Linked DNA regions of Mus musculus: all the other regions are linked to region 1. The links are chromatin contacts, called in public HiChIP or PLAC-seq and promoter capture Hi-C maps. All regions are on one chromosome and are shown on one strand. Each heading gives the region's core, a stretch centred on a gene start, on an enhancer-like site or on the middle of the called end of the contact. The rest is flanking DNA. Distances are from core to core; before and after follow the strand shown. Region 1 holds the start of Otud4 (OTU domain containing 4). Region 2 holds the start of Gab1 (growth factor receptor bound protein 2-associated protein 1). Region 3 overlaps Usp38 (ubiquitin specific peptidase 38). Region 4 holds the start of Rbmxl1 (RNA binding motif protein, X-linked like-1).

Region 1 (3,934 bases), core at 779-3,278:
GCTAACACATTCTTCCTCACCATTACTTCCTCACTCAGTCTGGATCTACTGGAATACTTATGTTGCTTCCCCTAGATGTAGGCTCAATATATTCAAAATAAAGCGTCCCCAAATTTGTAAAGGTTAGGTCCTTTAAGACTAACCCAGATCCCAAGGCTGAAACGGAGTTTACCCCCATCAATGAGTTTAGTGCAACTAGCTCTTGCCCACTGTGCAGACACTGAGTCCCCCAAGCTGCTCTTCTATCCCCAAGGATCTGTGGCATGTCTCATGGGCAGAAACACACCTTTCTGTCTCACTTTAAATAGGCCTGGATAACTCAACTCCAAACACTAACCTCTACCTCCATCCTCCACAAACTTGCTAATGCACTATAATATAAACCGACACCATGGGATGACTTCACTTCCCCTCTTCAGCTTCTAGAGGTGCTAGAGGCCAAGAAGGCTGAGACAAGGAGACAATCTTCTTCATCTGGAAAACTCACAAATGGAGCAGACTGTTTACCTATGTAACAGTAAAGACTGGGCTGGAAACAGCACCCACACTGGAGCTTCCTACATTTCTGAAAATAAGAGATATCAAATGGTAGGATGGTTTGGGAAGCATCAAAGAATGTTTCAATGGACATACCTGTCATAAGTGCAAAGTGTTCCATATTTACATACTCTGAAAAATACATAGCCTGGTGATTCTAAAACAGAAATCTTAAAAGCTAGTTAGCTCACAAAAGGGGGCGGGCGGGAGGGGACAAAACCATAAAAACTCCAGATTAAGCCAAAGGAAAGCAAACTGTAAATGGTATGAAATACAAACTGGAGCAGTAATGTGAAACTTTTTTAATCCAACTACTTTAGCAGCTAGTCTTCAAATATAGGATGGGTTTTGGTGACCCCACACCTACATCTGATTACATAACATGGGGAAAAGGGCTCGCTCTCAAAAAAGAAAAGCCTTGAGTATTCTTCCCTGGAACTCGTCCCACTCCTGAGTTCTAACTCACTTCTCTTTGGTAAAATGTTCGATCTGTACTGGGAATAATTTTTGACCAATAAGGAAAACAAAACAAAAAACGGAAACAAAAAAAAAAACCCGACATGTGCCTATACTGAAAATCCATCCTATTACTTAAAGGCCTTTAGAAGAGTAAATTCTTGCCTGATTCCAACATAGTATAGTATGGGACCTACTCAAGATTAAGTCACTGGGAAGACCCTATACAGGAAGACTGCTTTCCTTAAACAGCAAAGTTGGCCGCCTGTTTCGAGTGACACCGGTGAGACCGACTACCCCGCATTCCAAAGTCCAGCAACAGGAAAAAAAAAATGTGAAGCAGTCACACTGAGTGCCGCACCTCCTCCAGTAAACATGAGGTTAACTAGTGGGAACACTCGGCTGCTAAAAACTGAGCGCAGGTGAACGCGGAACACAACTCAAAAACAGCATGTCGCTGGGTCCCTGGCGGTCAGGCTGCGAGCAGGCCGCCCGAGATGTCCTCACTCGGTCCCGTGCCGGCGTTACAATGGGCCGCTGTGACGACAGCGAGCCACGCGCAGCCCCGCCGTGGGCGGCCAGGCAGCTGCGGGCGGCATGTCGCACCCAGCCCCGCGCCCGCCCGGCTCCGGCCCGGGTCCTTTACCTGCTCGGCCACAGCCCGGAACAAGCACGACCCGTCCTTGGCGACCAATTTCCGATACAAGCCCAGTTTGCGCAGATAGGCGTCCATGGGCGTCTCATCCTCCAGCGGCCCCACGCCGCCCTGGTCCACGCCGTCGGGCGCGCCGACGGCTGCCTCCATGTTGCCGGTCCGCTGCAGCGTGCGCGGGGCGAACTAGCCCCACATGGCCGCGCCGCCGGCTGCTCGACGCCCGGGCCTGGGGCAGGCTGCGGCTCGGGCTCCGGCTCCGACGCGGACACGGCGAGCGGCGGCAGGAAGAGGCGGTGGCGGCAGCGGCCCGAGGCGGTGGCCGGCGCTCTCCCGGAGCATAGGTGAGCCCAGCCTAGTGCATGGCCATCCGCACGCGGCCGCCTCCGCGGAGGGACACGCGCCCGCGGGCAGCCCGGGGGTCGCCGCCCCCACAAGTTTCCGGGTCTCGACCGGTGTGAGGCGAGAAAAGCCCCGGCGGCGCGCCCGGCTGAGATTAAGCGAGGCCTGCGTCTCCCGCACGCACCCCACGCCGAGAACCGAGGAAACGCGGAGAGAAAGCCACGGCCGCTCGTCTCCCCACCTCGCCGGAGGGCGCCTGAGGGGCGGGGAGCGGGAAGGGGCGCCGGGCGGAGGGCAGCAACCTCGCAGCCTAGAATTTGTTTTCGCTTTCAGCCCTCGGCGCAGCGGACGACGGGAGTTGTAGTTTAAGCCGCGGCAGGAAGTCCTCGTGCAGAGGGCGGGGACGCCTGGGTCGGCCTACCCGGAGGGGAGGTGCCCCACGGGCTCGCGGACTACAAATCCCTACAATGCTAGCGGTGCCGAACCTAGAACTGCCTTCGCGCTTCCCAGGCCGCGTCCGCGAGCAGGCCCGAGGGTGTCTGTCGCTTACGCCGCTGACCTGCGCGCGCTGCCCCGCCCTCCCGGCGAGCCTCCCGCCCTGAGCGCCGTGGGGCGGCGGAAAGCGCGCGAGCGCAGCTTGCGTGCAGTTGCTAGGGGCTCAGTGGCGGTGCCGCCGGCCCTTTGTGTAGTTCCAGAGGACGCACCTGTCCGCACCCCACTCAGGGCCTCCCCTCCTAGCGTTTTCTTAGGGGTGGCTAAACGCTTAGAGCAGAAAACCGGGCACCTCACCCGAGGCCCTTGGAGCCGCCAGCCTAAGCCATTTTGACCCTCAATGAAGCGTTGACAGTTGATTGAAATTGGGACAGCTCACACTCTGACAAGATCTGGCTTTGCCAAGGGCATGCCTGCTCATTCTGTCACAGCAGCTGCGCTCTGCCACACAAAGAGCTGTCCCTGTTAGAAGAAATTACTTCTTTTTTTTTTTTTTTTTTTTTTTTTTAATTCGGTGATAACGCTACGGGGAATCCGACCTGAGCAGTCCAATTGGGTTTGCGAATCCGGAACTTAACCTCTTGGGACGTCAGAATTTTATTTTACTAGCATACAATAGCATCTCGTATCATTTAAATTTATTAGAACTTCGGTCTTGACGTTGTGTTGGAAAAAGAAAAGTGGTAAATTACCTTAGGTTTAAAGGTGTAGGCATTCTTGGGAATGGTGCCAAGACATGCCAGGTGGTAGGATTGCAACACGTTACTTAAAATGTAAGCTATTAATATTTAAATATTCCTATAAATGTGCTATTTTTAGAAAATATATCGCAAGCTAAATAATTTTTTTTTTAAAAATCCTTGACCCAAATTTAAAATGTTTACTTGTACAGGGGAAACACTTTGAGAAATCCAGGGTTTTGTTTTTTGTTTGACTTAGTTTAAGAGGCATACTCCATATACCCCAGTCAGGCTTTGAACTTGCCATATAGCCAAAGATGACCTGGAATTCCTGGCCATCTTGCCTCCTGCCACCCTCCCCAAATACTAAGATCACTGGTATGCCACCACATCCTGTTCTGTGTGGCACTGGGAATGAAACTCAGCTTCATGCATGCTAAACAAGCATTCTACCAGCTGTGCTTCCCCAGGTCCAAAATGAATTCAACCTTGTAGACCTATAGTTTCTTTTACTAATATCTAAACTTGTGCTTTAAATACATTTCCTAAAGTGAGTAGGTACTATATGATCAATTAACAGACTGTGTGTGCACAGAGAAGGCAATGCCTTCTGATACTGGTTTTGATATTCCTTCAATAAGAAATTATGGGACTAACTTCATATCCCATATGTATTTGTGGGGAATATGTATAAAGGTTAACATTACATTGCTCATAGCTTGATAATTTTTAAAACTTTCAAAATTTGTTCTTTGTGATTGAAATGTGCAAGATT
Region 2 (4,119 bases), core at 164-2,663, 1.2 Mb before region 1:
ATATAGAAATGGAATAAGTGAAACTTATTTGGGAAAAAAGCTCTATTTGAAATTCCAAAAGTTAAATAATACAAGATAGATTACACTTTTCCATTTCAAAAGCACTTTATGGCAAAAACAAAGGGCACTGTCTCTTCTTATATGCAAGGGCTTTTGTCTTATTATTAACTTAGCATCTACTTTTCTTTTCTTTCTTTAATTTCTTCACTCCTGCCTCCATGTCTCTCTCTAGTCTTTCTTTCCCTCCCCCTCCCCTACCTACCTTGGCAGGCCTGGGATTACAGGGGTTCTGCCAGGCAGGGCTCCCAGCACCTTTTCCTCTTTACGACCCCCAAGGTTTCAGACTCAGAACACACATTTATTAGGAGAGCCCCAAACTCATGCTTCTCAGAAATGCTTGTTTATCTATTTGTATTTTCACACAAACTCCCTTTTTGAGACAGGGCCTCTTTATGTAGTCCTGGTCGCCTTAGAACTCACTTTGTGGACAAAACTGGCCTTAAACTCACAGAAATCTGCCTGCCTCGGCCTCCCAAGCGCTGGAATTAAAGACATGCATCACCATGCCCAACTCTTTAAAATTTTTGTCTGATTATATTGCCTTCTAAAATTTGTTCCAAGGCTTTGTTTCAAACACACCCGTAAAGAAGAGTCTGTTACAAGACTGTGTCAAACTCAGCCCAGATATAATAACTGTAAAACACACAAAAAGGCAAATAGAATTAGGGTACCCAGAATGATTTCTTTTCCTGTCCAACATCCTAGCGCAGGTTTTAAACAAACACAACGCCAACTGGAAGAAACAGCCCATGAGTGGAAGCAGTGTGAGACTTTATCCTGTCTTAGAGATACACGCAGCTGAACGCTTTGTGGAGGCTAAGCGGTAGCATCACTCGGTAGAACAGCTCCTGGGTCAGGCCCTAGGCACCCAGGAGGTCCCCCACCCCCTTGGTCTCTGGGTGCACAGTGAGGGTCCTAGCGCGCTCCTGGTCCGGGAGACGCAGTCCTTCAGTCTCTCGAGCAGCCAGGACCCGCTTGAGTGAGTTCTCCTCCTGGCTGGGTTATTTTTTCAGACTGTCAAGTAGGGAAATCCTTCCGAAAACTCTGGATCGCGAAGGCACAGCCGAGTACAAACTCCTGACCCTGGGGGTTGTCAAGATGGCAAACTCAGTCGGAGCTGGCGAGAGTGCCCGGCACTCCCGCTCTCACACTGGGGTGGCGCTGCGTTCCCGGAGACCGCCGCCTTCCATAGCGCGCGGGCCCGGGGCGGCGGGGCGGCGAGGACCCCAGCGCGCCTGCTGACTACAGATCCCAGGGTGCCTCTGCCATCTCGCTCCCTCCCAGCGCCGGCCCCGCCTCCCCAGCCCTTGTTGTTTTGGCTGGAAGCGCTCCGGAGGAGTTTCAGAGAAAGTCTGGGCTGAAGCTAGAGGCGACCGATCGTGGGAAGGGGAGGCAGAAAGGCTAGGAGGAGGAGGGCCGGGGCCCAGGCCGCGCCTCCCCGAACCCGCCGCGCGCCCCCGGGGTGGGGGAGGAGCGCAGGGGACAGGACAGAGGGGTCCCTCCCCGAAGCAGAGCCGCCCTGCGCCTCGTCCCTGTGCTGATCCCCGCCCTCATCCGAGGCTGGAGCGCAGACCCACCCTCCCACCGCGGACCCGCGACCTCCCCGACGCCCGGCGACGCCCTGACCCTCGCTGCTGGTCCGCGAACTCCCTAGGCTGATCAGGACCTGCCCCTGTGCCGGCTGCCACCCGGACGCCGCACGCCTTCCCAGGCGCCCTTTTCCGAGCAGAGGGAAAGAGAAGATCGAGCCCCTCTCAGTGTGAATGCGCCAACGGGCGGAGCGGAGCGGAGCGGACACCGCGCGCGGGCATTGTGTGTGCGCGTGCAGCGTGGGGTCCGCAGCGGGGAGCACCCGCGGGAGGTCCCGTTTCCAAGGGGCGGAGCGCAGGGCTTCCAGTTCTGGGCTCCCTGTCCGGACAGAGTCCCAGCGGAGCCCGACCGCTGCCTAGGCGGCGGGACGGCGCGCCTGGCGGCCAGGAGGGCGCACTGAAAGAAGGTCGGCGAGCCCTGGTCCCCGCGGTTCCCGATCGAGTTCCTCTTCAGTCCGCGAATCTGCGGGAGAGGTTCGATCGCCGACACAGGGCGCGGGGAGCCGGGCCGCCCCGTCGGGGGAATCTGAGACGTCCTCTGGGCTGCGTTTGACTGCCGTGCCCGCCGTGCACGGAGCGCGTCCACTGTGTCCACCGACCCCTTTGGTGTCTGGTCCTCGAGTCCTCACGGCGTGCACCATGAGCGGCGGCGAAGTGGTTTGCTCGGGATGGCTCCGCAAGTCGCCCCCGGAGAAGAAGTTGAAGCGTTATGTAAGTACAGGTCAGGTCACCGTCTGCCCCGCTGCAGCAGCCTGCGCGCCCGGTTGGCTCTTCCACGAATCCCGCCCTCCTTTTCCTCGATCCGTCTCTCGGCCGGCGGGCTCCGGACCGGGTGCGGTCCACTCCCACCCTGACGTCCACTCGGCGGCCAAACTTTCTCCCTCCATATTGCAGACTGCCTCCCTTGTAGGCCTCGTTGCCTGTTAGAGAAGCCCAGTTTTCCAGCTCAAAACTGGCTGCATACTTTGGTTGTTGTTATTTCCATTTAGCAAGGGTGGAGTGAAACAGGGAGAAAGAGCCTTCTTTTATTATCTGTATCAGATTCTCATGGAGCTGTTAAATCTCCCCTCCCCGAGAAACCGCGGAGGTAGTAAGTACTCATGGGTTCTCGATTGGGTCCGCGCCCGCTCTCCTTTGCGCCTCCAGGAGGTGGAGGGAAGTGAACTGTGGACGCAAGAAGTGGATAATATAGGCAAACTTCTCAAAATATTCGCTCAAGGGAAAGGGGAAAAAAGTTCTTATGAACCCTGCCGTCTGCTTAGCATTTTCATGGTTTTGCTTTGAGGACACTGGATTTTGGCCTGAGAACCCTGGCGGTTTGATTCGGCAGGAGGGCGCTGGGGGGAGCCTGGTGGCTGGTGTTTGGGCGCCTTAGAAGCGCTGTCAAGCCCCGCAGGAGGGGACAGCTGAAGCCAACAGGGATTTCTTGATGCTGGCGTTTCTTTTCCCGGGCACCAGAACGGCTTAACTGGTATTTGCGTAATTGATTCAAGATGCTGATTGTGAGATGACTGTGTTCACGGTTAGGAAAACTGTATCTTGAAGGAGCCTATAATACTTGAGTGGAACTATATCCTCATCGGGAATCTAGGGTCCTAAGTCTTCCTTCAGATTGGCTAATTTTGCGATGTACCCTGTCAGTAAAGAAATGACACTTTGTACCGGCATTTGAAACAAGTATTTTTAGGGTGAAATGTGTTTCCCAAAAGCAAAACGTGTACCCACTTAATTAGAGTTTACTACCTGTTTTGATGAAACCTGTTTCTGGTGGAGGGGCGTCTACACCAAGAATCATCGGACTACTCGCTTGCTTGTGTGAAACCAGGCAATATTTATTTTCACGGAGCTCACCAGCGAGTTTCGGGCTCACCTTCTGGTATAATTTAATACAGCCAAGTAATTTCATTGAAAGATGTGATTTGACAAATTGTCAGAGGTTCCCCAAAGATGTCTCTCCATCTGTCACAGTTTGCTTGGATTTCTTGGTAAAGATGGCAACTTGATTCCAGAAATTTGAGAGTGGCAGTGACATCTTCAGAATTAGTTCTAAAGAGACGATTGTGGTGAGGCGATGAGGGGTGAGGAGATAGAGGTAAGGCACTATTTAGGAAAGACGGTTTTAGGATTCTTGAGGAAACTAAAGTACAATATATTTGCTGATCATGCAGTCCGGTGCATTCTTTCATTACTTATGGCCTGCCAGACATACTGAGTTCTGTACTAGGCACCAGCCACAAGGTAAGGAGAAAAGCCTTGCAGGGAAGGAAAATGACAACTAATAAGGGACAGATATGGTGGTATTATATGCCCAATACCACCCAGCACTCCAGAGGCAGAAATGGGAGGCTCCGTGGACAAACTGGTCTCCATAGCAGATTCCAGGCTAGCCAGGACCGTGTCTCAAAAATAGAAAACACAAGCACAAAAACCAAATACAGCTGATTATTTATAAAGATATTAATAATAATAT
Region 3 (4,038 bases), core at 1,440-3,939, 1.3 Mb before region 1:
CTCTAATAGAGAAAATGTTTGGAGGGAAGCTACGGACTCACATCTGCTGCCTAAACTGTGGGAGTACCTCACACAAAGTTGAAGCCTTCACAGATCTTTCGCTAGCCTTTTGTCCTAGCCCTTCTGTGGAAGACCTGTCTTTCCAAGATACAGCTTCGTTACCCAGTGCTCAAGATGATGGGCTAATGCAAACCAGTGTCGCTGACCCAGAAGAAGAGCCAGTAGTTTATAATCCAGCAACAGCTGCCTTTGTCTGCGACTCAGTTGTGAATCAAAGAGTATTAGGCAGTCCTCCTGTTGAGTTTCACTGTGCTGAAAGCTCTTCTGTCCCTGAAGAATCTGCAAAGATTCTCATCAGTAAAGATGTACCTCAGAACCCAGGAGGTGAAAGCACAACTTCAGTGACTGACTTACTAAACTACTTTCTGGCTCCAGAGGTTCTTACTGGGGAGAACCAATACTACTGTGAAAGCTGTGCCTCTCTACAGAACGCAGAGAAAACTATGCAAATCACGGAGGAGCCTGAGTATCTTATCCTTACGCTCCTGAGATTCTCCTACGATCAGAAGTACCATGTGAGAAGAAAAATTTTAGACAATGTGTCACTGCCTCTGGTTTTGGAGTTGCCAGTTAAAAGAACTGCTTCCTTCTCTTCCTTGTCCCAGAGTTGGTCTGTAGATGTTGACTTCACTGATATTAATGAGAACCTACCTAAAAAATTAAAACCTTCTGGGACTGAAGAAGCTTTCTGCCCCAAATTAGTGCCCTACCTATTAAGTTCTGTTGTTGTGCACTCTGGTGTGTCCTCTGAGAGTGGCCATTACTACTCTTATGCCAGAAACATCACAGGTACAGAGTCTTCATACCAGATGTGCCCCCAGTCTGAAAGTCTGGCATTAGCACCCTCCCAGAGTTGTTTACTAGGGGTAGAAAGCCCCAATACAGTCATTGAACAGGACTTGGAAAATAAGGAAATGTCACAAGAGTGGTTTTTATTTAATGACAGCAGGGTGACATTTACTTCATTTCAGTCAGTTCAGAAAATCACAAGTAGGTTTCCAAAAGACACAGCTTATGTGCTTTTGTACAAAAAACAAAGCAGAGCTAATGGCATAGACAGTGACAATCCAGCCAGTGGTGTCTGGGCCAATGGAGATCCACCCCTACAGAAAGAGCTGATGGATGCCATAACAAAGGACAACAAGCTGTATTTGCAGGTGAGTTGCAAGCATAGATAGCATTTCTGAACAGTACTGAGTAACAGACTTAATCCAATGGTCTAACTTTAAAGTTGACACATTTTCCAAGGATACTGAAGCCTAAGATTGGATGTATGTATTTCCACTCGTCATACATATAGTATGAAATATTGCCGGTTATCTGCAATATATAAGACTTTATTTTTAATTGCAAAGCTGTGCCTCAGTTGTTTATAACTGCAAATGATGTCATGTTAGTTACAAAGTATTATCAAATCATGCCATATAGAAACAGAAACTTGATGCAATGTTCTGTTTCCTCCTGCCCCTCAGTTCCTCCTACCCGCAAAAGAGGGGTTTTTTGTTTTTTGTTTGTTTGGAGTTTTTTTCCGTTTTTATTGTGGGGTGTGGTACAGCCATGGAGGTCAGAGGCAACTGTACAGTCAGTTCTTTCCATCCACCTCCATGGGTTCTATTGAACACAGACCCTTAGGCCTGCACAGCAAACAGGCTGAACTTTAACTCCTGCAGGCTCTTTTTGTCCATATTTTAAGGAAAATGTATTAACATTCAGATGAATCAGATAAAGAATTTAATGAAAATGTGAAGGATGTTTGTGTTCTTCAAAGATTTACCACAGAGCCAAGGAATAAAGAACATTTACTGAGGAAAAGCTATGGAGCAAAAGTTTCATGAGAGGGCTTTGTCAAGAGTATGTCCTTTTCAAGAAACTACTTCCTTTGATGTTAATTGGTCCTCAAATTTGTTTGGTTTTGTGTATATGTATGAGAGAGAGAGAGAGAAATTTCTCAACTTTCTATCAACAAAAAGAGCCACCAGAAGCTAGGTGTGATGGGGCATGCCAGCAAGTCAAACAGGAAGGGACTGGAGGCAGGAAGATTGATTGCCAGTTGGAGGCTGGCATGTGACACCTAAGGAGACCTTGTCCACAAAACAGAAAAGGAACCACAGTAACTTATAAATGAAATTACAGGGCTATTCAAAGGCTTTCAAATGTACTGAATTACAAACTATCTAAAGGATGATACATGATACATTTTAAAAGGGGTATGGCAGTGTTCTAGTGTTACAAAAATTAACTTAGCAAAATAATTAGAATATTAGAACTAGACTGACTTACCATTAACACTTATGCAGATGGCTTAATATCCAGGTAAAAGAAATAGAATGTATCGGGTCATCTCTTCCTTGCCTGTGTCACTCAGCCTTACAGATCACAGTATTTGAAGGTTGGAGGTTGTGAGAAGAACAGAGCACTAAGACAAAATAGGAAGATGTATAAAAAAAATGTAGTATACTACAAGGCCCGGTATGCCCTTCCTTCTGAAGAAAACAGATTATCAATGTTACAATGTTTATCAGATGAGAAGCTGGCTGGTTTCCACAATTGAGCTGGCAGGCACATTATATAACCACAGCTACTCCTCCTTGGATACAGTCCAAGTCCACAGATTGCTCTGGCTTACCCATCTCTTCGAGCCATGTGGCATTTGACCATGAGCAGCCATTCTTCTCATTGTTGATTTAGGGCCAGTTTTGCACCCTACCTTGTGATTCTGCCGTTATTTATTCACAGATGCGCTTTGTAAAACTGAATAATGATTTTAATTATACATTTTTTTGAATGAGTATGTGTGTGCATACATGTTGTTCACATGTAGAAGAAAGAGAAGTTTGTGGGAGTCAGTTCTTCTACCATGTGGGCTCCAAATGTGGAACTCATCATTAGGCCATCTCAGCTTCCCAGTAACTAATGATGTTCTAAAATAAGAGCATTAGTCTTTATTAAGCATCTGACATGTACTTGACACATAGGCAAACATCATTGATTTCCTGGGAAACTTTCAAATAAACTAGTGGGGAGAGTTCTGTACAGAGATAGGCCTCACTTACTTACTGCTGTTCCTCCAAATCTGCCTGACTCTCTAACCTCAGGAAGCAGTAGAGGGGAACTTCAGGCATCATTTCCAACCTGTCATACTCACACACTAATAAAATGGGTTGAAGAATTCCATTCCTTTTGTACTAGATGTTTCACAGGAGTTGACCCTCCTCTGTTGTAAAGTATTTATTTGTTACTACAGTTACGTGAGGAATTTGTCCTCTCTGCCTCCAAAGGTAACTATGTACTTTAGTGGGAGATAGCAAAGATAGATGTCAGTTTTTATTTTATTTTATTTTATTTTATTTTGTTTAGTTTTTTTCAAACAGGGTTTCTCTGTGTAGCCCCAGATGTCCTAGAAATCTCTGTTGATGAGGCTGTCCTCAAAGATCACCTGTCTCTTCCTCCTGAGTACTGGGATTAAAGACATGTGCATGTCTTGGTGTCAGAGTTTTGAAATGAAGTATGCTTGCTTGGTAGAGACTAACACAGTTTGAGAAGGTGTGTGTGCGCGCCATACTCATCCATTCTACTTAGCAAATTAATTTTATAAACATTACTTTGAATTTTAGGAACAAGAATTGAATGCTCGAGCCCGGGCCCTGCAAGCTGCATCTGCTTCCTGTTCGTTCCGACCCAATGGATTTGATGACAATGACCCACCAGGAAGCTGTGGGCCAACTGGTGGGGGCGGTGGAGGAGGCTTCAATACAGTTGGCAGACTCGTATTTTGACCCTGAGAGAACTGAAAATGTATCTGGTCACAAAACATCCAATACTGTGGCTGTTAAAATGTCAGGCTGTAACCTATAGCATATCTATCTTTTATTTTTCTTTTCATTAGACCCGAATACTTTAAGAAAATATACTCAGTGGTTGTTTTTATTTTCTTGACAAAAATTCATCATGGAAAAAAAAAATCTACCTCTTAAACTC
Region 4 (3,818 bases), core at 617-3,116, 1.1 Mb after region 1:
TATCGAAATCACTGTTTAAATAATTCAATCCAAACGATTCCAGAAGTTACTCTAAATGGAGAAATTAGGGCTGGGGAAAGAAAAAACACTATTCAGAGAGATCATCCATTCACTTCTGTAAGGTTTTAATAACAAGGTAAAATTTCAAATATCTACATGGGCACCTCCTACTTGGGAAAGACTGTGTGTTCTTCTGTCCTTATTTGGGTCCATTGCATGGTTGATATATTCGATCTGCCAATAAACCTGGAACCTAACTCATGAGGTCAAAAACATATGAACTGAAGAAACTCAATTAATATCTATGAAAAGCAGAACAAGGTTGTCTGAAGGTGGGGGAGAGGGTATAAAACGCCAGTGACACGTCCCATGTTCCCACCAGTGTCCACAGGTCACATTACAAAGCTCCTACTATTCAGAGATTGGAGCGGAGGTTTTAACCCATCCACACTTCCCTGCCAAAACATACAGTGTGCATAGTCTAACACAGTCTGCAACTGTTGGACGGCTGCTGTAGTAACGGCAGCCCAGCAGCACACGGAAGTAGTGTCCCGTAAGGAAAGAGTGCAACGTGTCAGTACAATTGGGAGTTTTAGTCAGCAACTAAGGCACACTAAAAATTGAAGTTTGGAGCAAGGGTATCCTTTTTTCCTTTTTCTCCTATCCGCCGCTCCCGCCAATAATCTCCCCCAAACCCCTTTCTCTCCAACAGACTTTTTTTTGGGGGGGGGGGGCGGCAAAAGGGAGGAGTCGGAAATAGACTGGATAATGAGGTCTATTCCAGGATAGATAAAGAACTCCTGGCAACCTATAGTCCCTTGGGATGGGATGCTACTAAGAACGAGAGGAGTAACTTTCAGTTTCTGTACCCTCACTCCGGCACTGAGCAGAAGTCATTGATTGCCCGCAGAAAAGGCAACCTGCACTCCCACTCCCCTGCCCCATTCCTAATTCCCTCCTGGGCTAGCAAGTGAGAAGAACCTGCTAAAAGCCCCCCTCTCTCCCGCTGCGAGACAGAGGGCTGTGCCGCAGCCAGGGCGGCCGCTCCTCCCGGGGACTCGCCGACGAGTTCAGAAGTGGGAGCCGGCGCGCTGCAGCCGGCGGAGGTGCGGCACTTACCCCCGTTCACTCCGACCGACGGCTCGAGCTTAGCGGCGCCGATCGCCACCACTATCCCGACCATGAACCATTCTTTCCTCGCCCTCTCCAGCAGCCTCATATTTGTTAGGGCGGGTGGGTTTTGTTTATTTGTTTGGCTGGCTTGCTTTCCAAACTGCGATCCCTAAATCCCCGGGGCGTCTCCACACTTTCCTCGATCCCTCCAGACATGCAGCAGAGCAAGTCAAATTGCCACTCGTAAACTAAAGACCGAGGGGTGGCTCGGGCGGCTCCGAGGCGGGCTGGGAGTAGTAGTACCCAGTGACAGGAAAGCCTCGCTGAGCGCCGCCATCACTACCACGCACCTCAGAATAGACGCGCCCACCCGCCGAGGACCAGGGCGCAGGGGACGTAAAACGGAGGCACACCAGGAGCACGCAAGTGAGACGAGTCACGGGCTGCACTAACAGGACCCGCCGCCGTGCATACACGGCCAAGCTTGGGGAGGCCCGCAGTGGGAGAGAGGGATGAGGCGCCCCAGACGCCCAGCCTCATCATGGGTGTCGCTGCAGTAAAGCTATATTGACGGCGGCCCGAGCCCCGAGACATGCCTTGCAGAGAGCGTCTCTCACTCTGCCCTGAGCCCGAGAGACCCGCGGCGTGCGCTGGGCCGGTACCGGGCTGCGCCGTGGCGGCGGCTGCGCGCGCCAATGCCTGCTATGTCTATGCGCGTATACTCGAGACATTACGGCGACGACCGACGTCGCGTTGACGTTGCGCGGGGGGAGGGGAAGCCATTCGCGGCCTCTGGTTCTCGGCGGGAGCGGCGGCGGCAGACGCGTGTGGCGACCGGCGCGGGAAAGCGGCTTCCTAGTTAGGGAAGCGTTAGCCCCGTGGGTAGGTTGAAAATCGGTGGCCGAGCAGACGTCCGGGACGGCAGGCCCCCCGCCTTCCCGCAGCGGCGGCGGCGGGAAGGCGGGGAAGGCGGGCTGGGCCTTCCCGCCAGGTCGGTGGCCTGCCCGGGCCTTTCTGCCCGACCGCCTCCGCGGCCAAAACCCGCCTCGGGAGTGGGGAGGACGGCCGGGATGGGGCAAATCTTCCCTGGGGGGCGGTGAGAGAGCGACCCAGGCTCCTCCCCACCCGTGTGCCGCGCGTGGGCGGGCGATTCCGGAGGCCGCGTGGTGCGGGCCTTTGCCTGACCCCGAACCACTAAAGCAACAGGACAACTGAGAGGGGGCCAGGAACTCAGAACAAAAGCAGTGAGGGCCAGATCCAGGGTGGAGGGTCTGATGTCCGCCCCCTCCCCCAACCCTCGGTTTCTTGCATTGCATTTTGGCGAATCTATGACATAGTTTCACGAATGGTCTTCCGAGCATCAACCCTTCCTCTTTATGCACCCAAAGAAAGAAAGGAACAAAGTATTGTGGGACATTTTGAAGCAGCCTGGTATCAGCTACTTGAATAGTTTACTATGGAACGTAACGTTCGAAAGGGATTGTACCAGACTTTCATTCTGAATGCATTCAAAGCTTGAAAGAGACTCGGCGTGCAATTTGCTCTATTTAACTTTATCTTGCTGACATGACTCGCTATCCAAAAACTAAGCTGCTTTAAGCAGTTGTGCTATCAGTTCTCAGTTGCACAGCCCCCACTGCTCGGTAATTACGCATCAGGCAGCATGAAGAAAAGCTAATCTCAAGATAAAAAGAACTTAATAGGGAGACATTAAACAATTTACCAGGCAAAAGAAGTACATGAAATGTGATAAAGGCTTATTATAAGACAGTCACAAGGTAAGTGGAGTTCTAGGAAGTAAAATTTATAACATAATTTTCTTCAGTAATTTTGCTTGGTTCAAAAGGAAAAAAAAATCTGCCTCAGTCATCGAATACTCAAAAGGTCATCACAGATAGTGCTGCTTAAGTAAGGCTGCTCACAGAGTCTTTCTAGAGATTTTGACCTGTTTAGAACAAAATCTTAATTCATAGAATATTTTAACCGTAGTTTTGTGAATTGTATTGTCAAGGACTGTATTAGTTTGCTAGGGCTGCTATAACAAATAGTCCCCTCCCCGAGTTAGCTATACTCAGACAATAGACATGTTGTTTTACTGTTGCAGAATAAGGAAATCCAAAATGGAGATATTGGAGGGCCATGTGTTCTAAAGGCTCTTTCCAGCTTCTTGTGGCTGTTAATATTCCCTGGCTTCCTTGATTTAGGTTCTGATGCTCCAGTCTCGACCTGGTTAGGCATCACATCTCCCTCCATATGTTTCAAGTGGCTGCTCTCTGCATCCTTGAGCATTCATTACCTTTTTTCTGTGTGTATCTTTAAAAGATACTTGTCCTTGGATTTAAAGCCTAACCAGATAGTCCAGAATAATGGGTCATATTCATTTAGATTAAGTTTATGAGCCTATATCCTTTCTCCAACTTAACTGGAGTACCATCCCCTGTAAAAGACACGTTTTCCCATGACCTCAGAAGGTGACTTGTAGAAATCAGATGTTGATAGGTATGAAAAGCTGCAGTTCTTCTGAATGTCATACAAAGGTGTGCAGGTGGAGTGTAAGCACCACGTAGGGTGGAGAGAGGAACTAGATTGAGATATCTATAAGCCAAAGTAGTCTAAGAATTACTGACAACCACTGGAAGCTAGGAGGGAGTCATGGTACAGATTTTTGTTAAGGCTTCTGATAGAAACTTACCTTCATACTTCGT

Evidence for each region. Promoter capture Hi-C pulls out the DNA fragments that hold promoters and counts their contacts. HiChIP or PLAC-seq counts read pairs in DNA pulled down with a chosen protein or histone mark.
Region 2: a contact with region 1 is called in an H3K27ac HiChIP or PLAC-seq map of embryonic stem cells, with 7 times the contacts expected there. The contact joins the promoter of Gab1 here to the promoter of Otud4 in region 1. A contact is called at or near these places in 4 of 39 promoter capture datasets (hippocampal neurons, liver and second pharyngeal arch cranial neural crest), 3 of 484 Hi-C or Micro-C datasets (all in embryonic stem cells), 3 of 115 datasets of contacts at active chromatin or transcription factors (astrocytes, embryonic stem cells and stem cell-derived neural progenitor cells) and 1 of 9 other capture datasets (adipose tissue).
Region 3: a contact with region 1 is called in a promoter capture Hi-C map of pre-B cells. The contact joins the enhancer-like site here to the promoter of Otud4 in region 1. A contact is called at or near these places in 7 of 39 promoter capture datasets (the C10 cell line, embryonic stem cells, hippocampal neurons and 3 more) and 2 of 9 other capture datasets (adipose tissue and embryonic stem cells).
Region 4: a contact with region 1 is called in a promoter capture Hi-C map of hippocampal neurons, with 2.1 times the contacts expected there. The contact joins the promoter of Rbmxl1 here to the promoter of Otud4 in region 1. A contact is called at or near these places in 4 of 39 promoter capture datasets (the C10 cell line, hippocampal neurons, neutrophils and 1 more), 4 of 484 Hi-C or Micro-C datasets (B cells, CD4 T cells, embryonic stem cells and 1 more) and 2 of 9 other capture datasets (adipose tissue and liver).

Annotation. Positions count from the first base shown.
Region 1 is chr8:79,637,770-79,641,703 of GRCm38.p6, reverse strand. Otud4 (OTU domain containing 4) reads right to left here and starts at 2,028. Exons shown (of 21, transcript NM_001256033.1): 1 at 1,640-2,028. The coding sequence starts at 1,798. Gm51579 reads left to right here and starts at 1,799. Exons shown (of 1, transcript XM_030243905.1): 1 at 1,799-3,934. The coding sequence starts at 1,842. The coding sequence ends at 2,351.
Region 2 is chr8:80,877,773-80,881,891 of GRCm38.p6, reverse strand. It overlaps Gab1 (growth factor receptor bound protein 2-associated protein 1), which reads left to right and starts at 1,413. Exons shown (of 10, transcript NM_021356.2): 1 at 1,413-2,360. The coding sequence starts at 2,289.
Region 3 is chr8:80,981,617-80,985,654 of GRCm38.p6, reverse strand. Usp38 (ubiquitin specific peptidase 38) reads left to right here. Exons shown (of 10, transcript NM_027554.2): 9 at 1-1,217; 10 at 3,675-4,038. The coding sequence ends at 3,836. Among named protein-coding and RNA genes, the nearest start is that of Usp38, 31 kb to the left of the region's middle. Within about 2 kb of position 2,689, at least 39 of the 459 cell types and tissues checked have an H3K27ac peak or open chromatin away from gene starts, as enhancers often do. A contact at or near this core is called in adipose tissue, liver and pre-B cells, where this site is marked.
Region 4 is chr8:78,506,976-78,510,793 of GRCm38.p6, reverse strand. It overlaps Rbmxl1 (RNA binding motif protein, X-linked like-1), which reads left to right and starts at 1,866. Exons shown (of 2, transcript NM_001252089.1): 1 at 1,866-1,995. It overlaps Slc10a7 (solute carrier family 10 (sodium/bile acid cotransporter family), member 7), which reads right to left and starts at 1,466. Exons shown (of 12, transcript NM_029736.2): 1 at 1,120-1,466. The coding sequence starts at 1,219.